2 separate regions of the Mus musculus genome follow, and region 1 is linked to region 2. A link is a contact called in public Hi-C data. All regions are on one chromosome and are shown on one strand. Each heading gives the region's core, a stretch centred on a gene start, on an enhancer-like site or on the middle of the called end of the contact. The rest is flanking DNA. Distances are from core to core; before and after follow the strand shown. Region 1 has its middle 150 kb from the start of Gm45957. Region 2 holds the start of Cwf19l2 (CWF19-like 2, cell cycle control (S. pombe)).

What was found. A called contact is a pair of places that touch in the nucleus more often than the background predicts.
Region 1: a contact with region 2 is called in a Hi-C map of embryonic stem cells, with 6 times the contacts expected there. The contact joins the enhancer-like site here to the promoter of Cwf19l2 in region 2. A contact is called at or near these places in 1 of 39 promoter capture datasets (stem cell-derived epiblast-like cells), 1 of 484 Hi-C or Micro-C datasets (embryonic stem cells) and 1 of 115 datasets of contacts at active chromatin or transcription factors (embryonic stem cells).

What each region holds. Positions count from the first base shown.
Region 1 is chr9:3,987,179-3,989,878 of GRCm38.p6, forward strand. No RefSeq gene overlaps it. Among named protein-coding and RNA genes, the nearest start is that of Gm45957, 150 kb to the right of the region's middle. Within about 2 kb of position 1,418, at least 12 of the 459 cell types and tissues checked have an H3K27ac peak or open chromatin away from gene starts, as enhancers often do. A contact at or near this core is called in embryonic stem cells and stem cell-derived epiblast-like cells, where this site is marked.
Region 2 is chr9:3,402,659-3,405,364 of GRCm38.p6, forward strand. It overlaps Cwf19l2 (CWF19-like 2, cell cycle control (S. pombe)), which reads left to right and starts at 1,427. Exons shown (of 18, transcript NM_027545.2): 1 at 1,427-1,532. The coding sequence starts at 1,440.

The sequences.
Region 1 (2,700 bases), core at 168-2,667, 580 kb after region 2:
CTGTTATGTATACAGTCTTTTTAATTGGGAATTGAGTCCATTGATGGTAGGAGATATTAAGGAACAGTGATTGTTGCTTCCTGATATTTTTATCCTATTTTTATGTTTGTGTGGTAATCTTTCAGGTTATTTAAAAGAAGATTACATTTTTTTTCTTTTTCTAGGGCATAGTTTCCCTCCTTGCATTGGCATTTTCCACCTATTATCCTTTGTAGGGCTTGATTTGTGGAAAGATATTGTGTAAATTTGGTTTTGCCATGGAATATATTGGTTTCTCAATCTATAGTAATTGAGAATTTTTCCAGGTATAGTAGTCTGGGCTGGCATTTGTGTTCTCTTTGGGGTTGAATGAGATCTGCCCAGGATCTTCTAGCTTTCAGTCTCTGGTGAAAAGTCTGATGTCATTCTCTTAGGTCTGCCTCTATATATTACTTGAACTTTTCCCCTTACTGCTTTTAATATTTCTTTGTTTAGTGCATTTGGTGTTTTGATTTTTCATTATGATTTTTATTATGATTTTTACTATTATGTGACTGCCTCAGTCTAACCTCTATTGGGTCTCCTATCTGCAGGGAATGAGTTTCTGGTTGCAGGTGGGCAAGGAGTCAGAGAGAAGGGGGTGACAAACAGACACGACATGAGAGAGTGTGTTATATCTGAATGTATTTTTGCCAAACGAATATCAGACTTTTAATACAGAAAACAAAACAAAACAAAACAAAACAAAACAAAACAAAACAAAACAAAACAAAAAAAAAAAAAACAACAGGCAAACACATCTGCCAAGTTACAGTGACACAAAACAAAAGGAATGCATACATCAAAAGATCTTGGGAACCAGGCCACATTTACCACTTAATTTAAAAGTTCAGCTAAACACCAGAGCCAGGTGAATGCTCTAATACAATGCTAGTTAAACCCACCACCAGGGGTTCTTTAGTAAATACCTGATTATGCTATTCCTCTGGGCCTAGTGAAGAAACCTTAACCAGGGGAATTCCCTTCCACTAAATCTTTCATGAGACAACCCACCTATTTGCTAGGCCATTGTGTATTCCTGTGTTTGGGTGTGACTCGGCTATTGTCCTAAGTAATTACTATGCAGACCAGCCCTGAGCTTTTCTAGCTATGTTCTTTGTAATGCCTAATTAGTTTCACTGTCTCTACTAGAAGTGAATTTGAATGTTACTGAATAGGTAAAATGCTTACTGAATTCCAAGCTCAATGCCGGCTTCAAGGATTTTCTAGGAACCATTGGAACACTGGTGGAGGCTTAGCTATGTCAAAAATCAATCCTTAAAGGCACTTATAATGAAACAATACTGAAAGAGAGCATACAACAGATTATTGCAGGGACAGGGTTTGAGTATACAGGATATGGAAATGTCAAGGTTCCAGGAGGCAAAGCTTCCTTGAAACTCTTCACCTCGTGCCTGGTTTCAGGCCTTTAGGCCTACAAAGCAGACTACACTGGAGTGGACGTAGCATGTGAGCACCAGAGGAATTTATTTTCTGGTCCAATCTATTTGGAGTTCTGTAGGATTCTTGTATGTTCATGGGCATGACTTTCTTTAGGTTAGGGAAGTTTTCTTCTATAATTTCATTGCAGATATTTACTATCCCTTTAAGTTGGGAATCTTCACTCTCTTCTATACCTATTATCCTTAGGTTTGGTCTTCTTATTGTGCCCTGGATTTCCTGTATGTTTTGTGTTATCAGCCTTTTGCATTTTGCATATTCTTTCACTGTTGTGTCAATGTTTTCTATGGTATCTTCCGCACCTGAGCTTCTCTCTTCTATCTCTTCTATTCTGTTGGTGATGCTCGCATCTATGACTCCTGATCTCTTTCCTAGGTCTTCTATCTCCAGTGCTCTCACCCTTTATGATTTCTTTATTGTCTCTGTTTCCATTTTTAGATCCTGGATGCTTTTCTTCAGTTCCTTCACCTGTTTGATTATGTTGTCCTGTAATTCTTTAAGGGATTTTTTGTTTCCTCTTTAAGGTCTTCTACCAGTTTGCTTGTGTTCTCTTGTATTTCATCCTACTTAATGTCCTCTATCATCACAATGAGATGCGATTTTTCATCAGTCTTGCTTTTCTGGTGTTTTGGGGTAACCAGGCCTCATTGTGGTGAGAAAACTCGGTTCTGATGATGCCAAGTAGGCTTGGTTTCTGTGGCTTATGTTCTTGTGCTTGCCTTTTGCCATCTGGATATCTCAGGTGTTAGCTTACCTTCCTTGCTGTCTCTGACTGTGGCTTCTCTGTCCTGCAAACCTGTGTGTCTGTACTTCTGGGAGACCAGTTCTCTCCAGGAGGAATTTAGGTATGGAGAGCTGTGGTATAGGGTAATCTCTGGGGTTCAGATAGAAACCAGAAGGATTCTGTTCCCAACTGATCCTTGGTTCCTGTGTCCTGGTGGCTCTGGGAGGGTCCCTCTTGGGCCAGGAGTTTAAAGAGAAGTGTTGGTCTTACCTGTGCTTGTAGGTGTGTAGGCACTCCTGCGAGATCACCTCTCTCCTAGTAGTATTTGTGTGTAGATCCGTGGTACAGGAATAGCTCTGGGTGCAGAGGGAAACTAGAAGACTACTGTCCCAGGCACCTCCTCAGTTCTTGTGCCCTGATTGTTCTGGGCAGGTTCTTTTGAGAAGTAGTGGTAGTTCTACCTGTGGTCACATGCCTGTCTACACTACTGGGTGTCT
Region 2 (2,706 bases), core at 177-2,676:
AGTATTGCTTCTCAACAACAACAACAACAACAACAACAACAACAACAACAAAAGAAATTTCAAAGCTCTCCCTACGGAGAAGCAAGGTTTTCGAAAATCATCAGTGCGTTTAGCCTTCAATATTTCATGGCAAGTCTTTTTGAGTGCCTTTGGTAATGCGTGGGCAGGTATATTAGCCCTTCCTATCAACTCTGAATTGGCTGGTTATCCTTGCTTCAGATGCACAAACTGGAGTGCTGCCTCACAAACATAATGAATCAAATAAAGGGGTTGTAACCATTCAAGTTTGTCATCTTAAATTTGCTGAGTTGATATGGGCAAAAGGAGATAGAAATGGCTTATTTCAACTTTCCTGTTTCTATCCTAGTGGGCGAATCAAATGAAGCACAGATGGGGCTAGTCTTTTGATACAGAGACTTAATTATGCAAGATGCAATAAATACAACAGAGGTCACTGTTTTTTCTTTATGAGAGATAACCACACAACCAAGGCATCTTTCTTCTGGGTGATGAGGACTCTTCCTGCACCCAGGCTTGTGCAACACCAAGTCTTGACCTCCAAATAATTAAGAATTATTTATTTATTTATTTATTTATTTATTTAATGAGTGTTATGTCATCATGTAGTTGCAATGCCTGTGGAGGCCAGAAGAGGGAGATCTCCTGGAAATGGAGCTAGAGATGGTTTTGATGATCCCTGTGAGTTCCTGGATGTGGCCTTAGGTCCTTTGCAAGAACAGTTAGCACCTAAATCACTGACCCATCTCTCTACCCCAGTTTTAAATATATTTCAAGACACCCATCAAAGAAAAATACTGAACTTTTTTTTTTAATTACTTATTTTACTTATATGAGTACATTGTCACTGTTTTCAGACACACCAGAAGAGGGCGTTCAATCCCATTACAGAGGGTTGTGAGCCACCACGTGGTTCCTGGGAATTGAACTCAGGACATCTGGAAGAGCAGTCAGTGCTCTTAACCACTGAGTCATCTCTCCAGCCCCTATACTGATTCTTAAGAGCAATTTTTGTTTTTCCCTTTTCCCCCCACGTTCTGACTTTCTGATCAGGTTCCCTTCAGGTTGATGCACAGTCACAGGAAGTCAGGCAAGAAGGGGGAAGTAAGTAACTTCTAGCTTACTGGAGTGTTTTAAGAGTCCTATTGAGAAATGAGTTAATATATCGCAGGGCTCATAATAACGCATGTTTATATTAACTCAGCGCTTAGCGAACCTAGTACATCTGAAAGATCAACTCTCCAGCAGGCTACAAGTTTCCGCTGAACCTTTCACAGGCGAAACATTCGGAACTGCGCCTGCTCTGTTGGCATAGTAACGCCCCTTCCCTACTATTTTGAAATGCAGATTCGGTTTCTAAATTACGACAGTCGTAAACCGAGGTTTCCCGACGGCGTCCTTGCTTTTCGACGGCAACAACTATGGAGGCGTTTAGTGTAAGATTTGAAAGTGCTAGCAGTATCGAAGAGCGAAAAGAACAGACCCGTAATGCCAGGGCCGAGGTGTTACGCCAGGTATCCCGGCTTTGGAGAATTTTCTTTCTTCCTTTTTAAAACTGGGGTTGTACTAAGGGCTTCTGCATGCTAGGTAATCGCTTTCCGAGATTTAGTTCTTGAAATACTTTCGTTTTATAAATCTTACGGTTTCGGAATGTTATTTAAAAGTTGTAGGACTTGAGAATCCTGGGAGATAGTCCACTCACTTCTCTCGTTACTTCGGTATCTCACCTTGTCTGATTTTGGTCTTTTTCCAATGCAGTTGTCTTCTAAACGCTCGGACCGGCTCCATTTGCTATTTCTCTCCGCAAAAAGATTGATTGGTTTCCTTCCAGTTTCCTTAGTTTTTAAGCACTCTTGATATTTCAGCCGCCTGGATTGCTCAGTTTCTGTGTCCAGTGTCACATCCGAGGACTCTTCTTACCAGTTAATTCGAAGCATGAGTCATTGCCCCGGCTTATTGGAAGTAGGACACATTTGAATACGTTGGTGTTTCCTCCACGTTTTCCTTTCAACTCCAGGCTTAGGCCAGCCTTTACTGATTGAAACACTGTTTTAGCATAAGAGACTCAGAATATGTGCTCCCCGACCCCAGGTTTTGGAAACAGAATTCTCATTAACATTGAAATGTATGGAGTTTATAAAAACGGAAGAAGTAAATTATTGAACAGTTATTGACAGTTATTCCTGATTAATTGTGACAGTGAAAAAGATGAATTTGTAGTTGAACAACGGAATGTTCCGTGACTATGTTTTGGGTTTTTTGTTTTATGATAAAAGAATTTTAAATAAGTTTAAATGCATATAGAGAGTAGAAAATAAATAGGAAGAATGAGTAATGCCTTCCTTCAGTCACATTTTAAGGGGATGGGTGGGCAGTTAGTCTTGGTCAGATAAAGCATCATGAATATTGGCTGATTTCAAAATAGATATAATGAATAATCATAATGACTGTCTGTTTGATATTTCAAACAGTTTTTGGAAGAAACTCTTTGTCAGCTGTGAAGAATTTTAGACAAATCTACATACAGTTTGATAAGGACCAAAGTCAGCTTAGGAATTTTGACAGATGGATGAGAAAGCAGAAGAAACTTCTTGCATTGTATTACTATTGTTGACTGCTGACTAGAAATTAGCCATATGGTTCTTTCTTTTTAAGAGGATAACTTTTCTGAGTCAATTGTATTGGCAC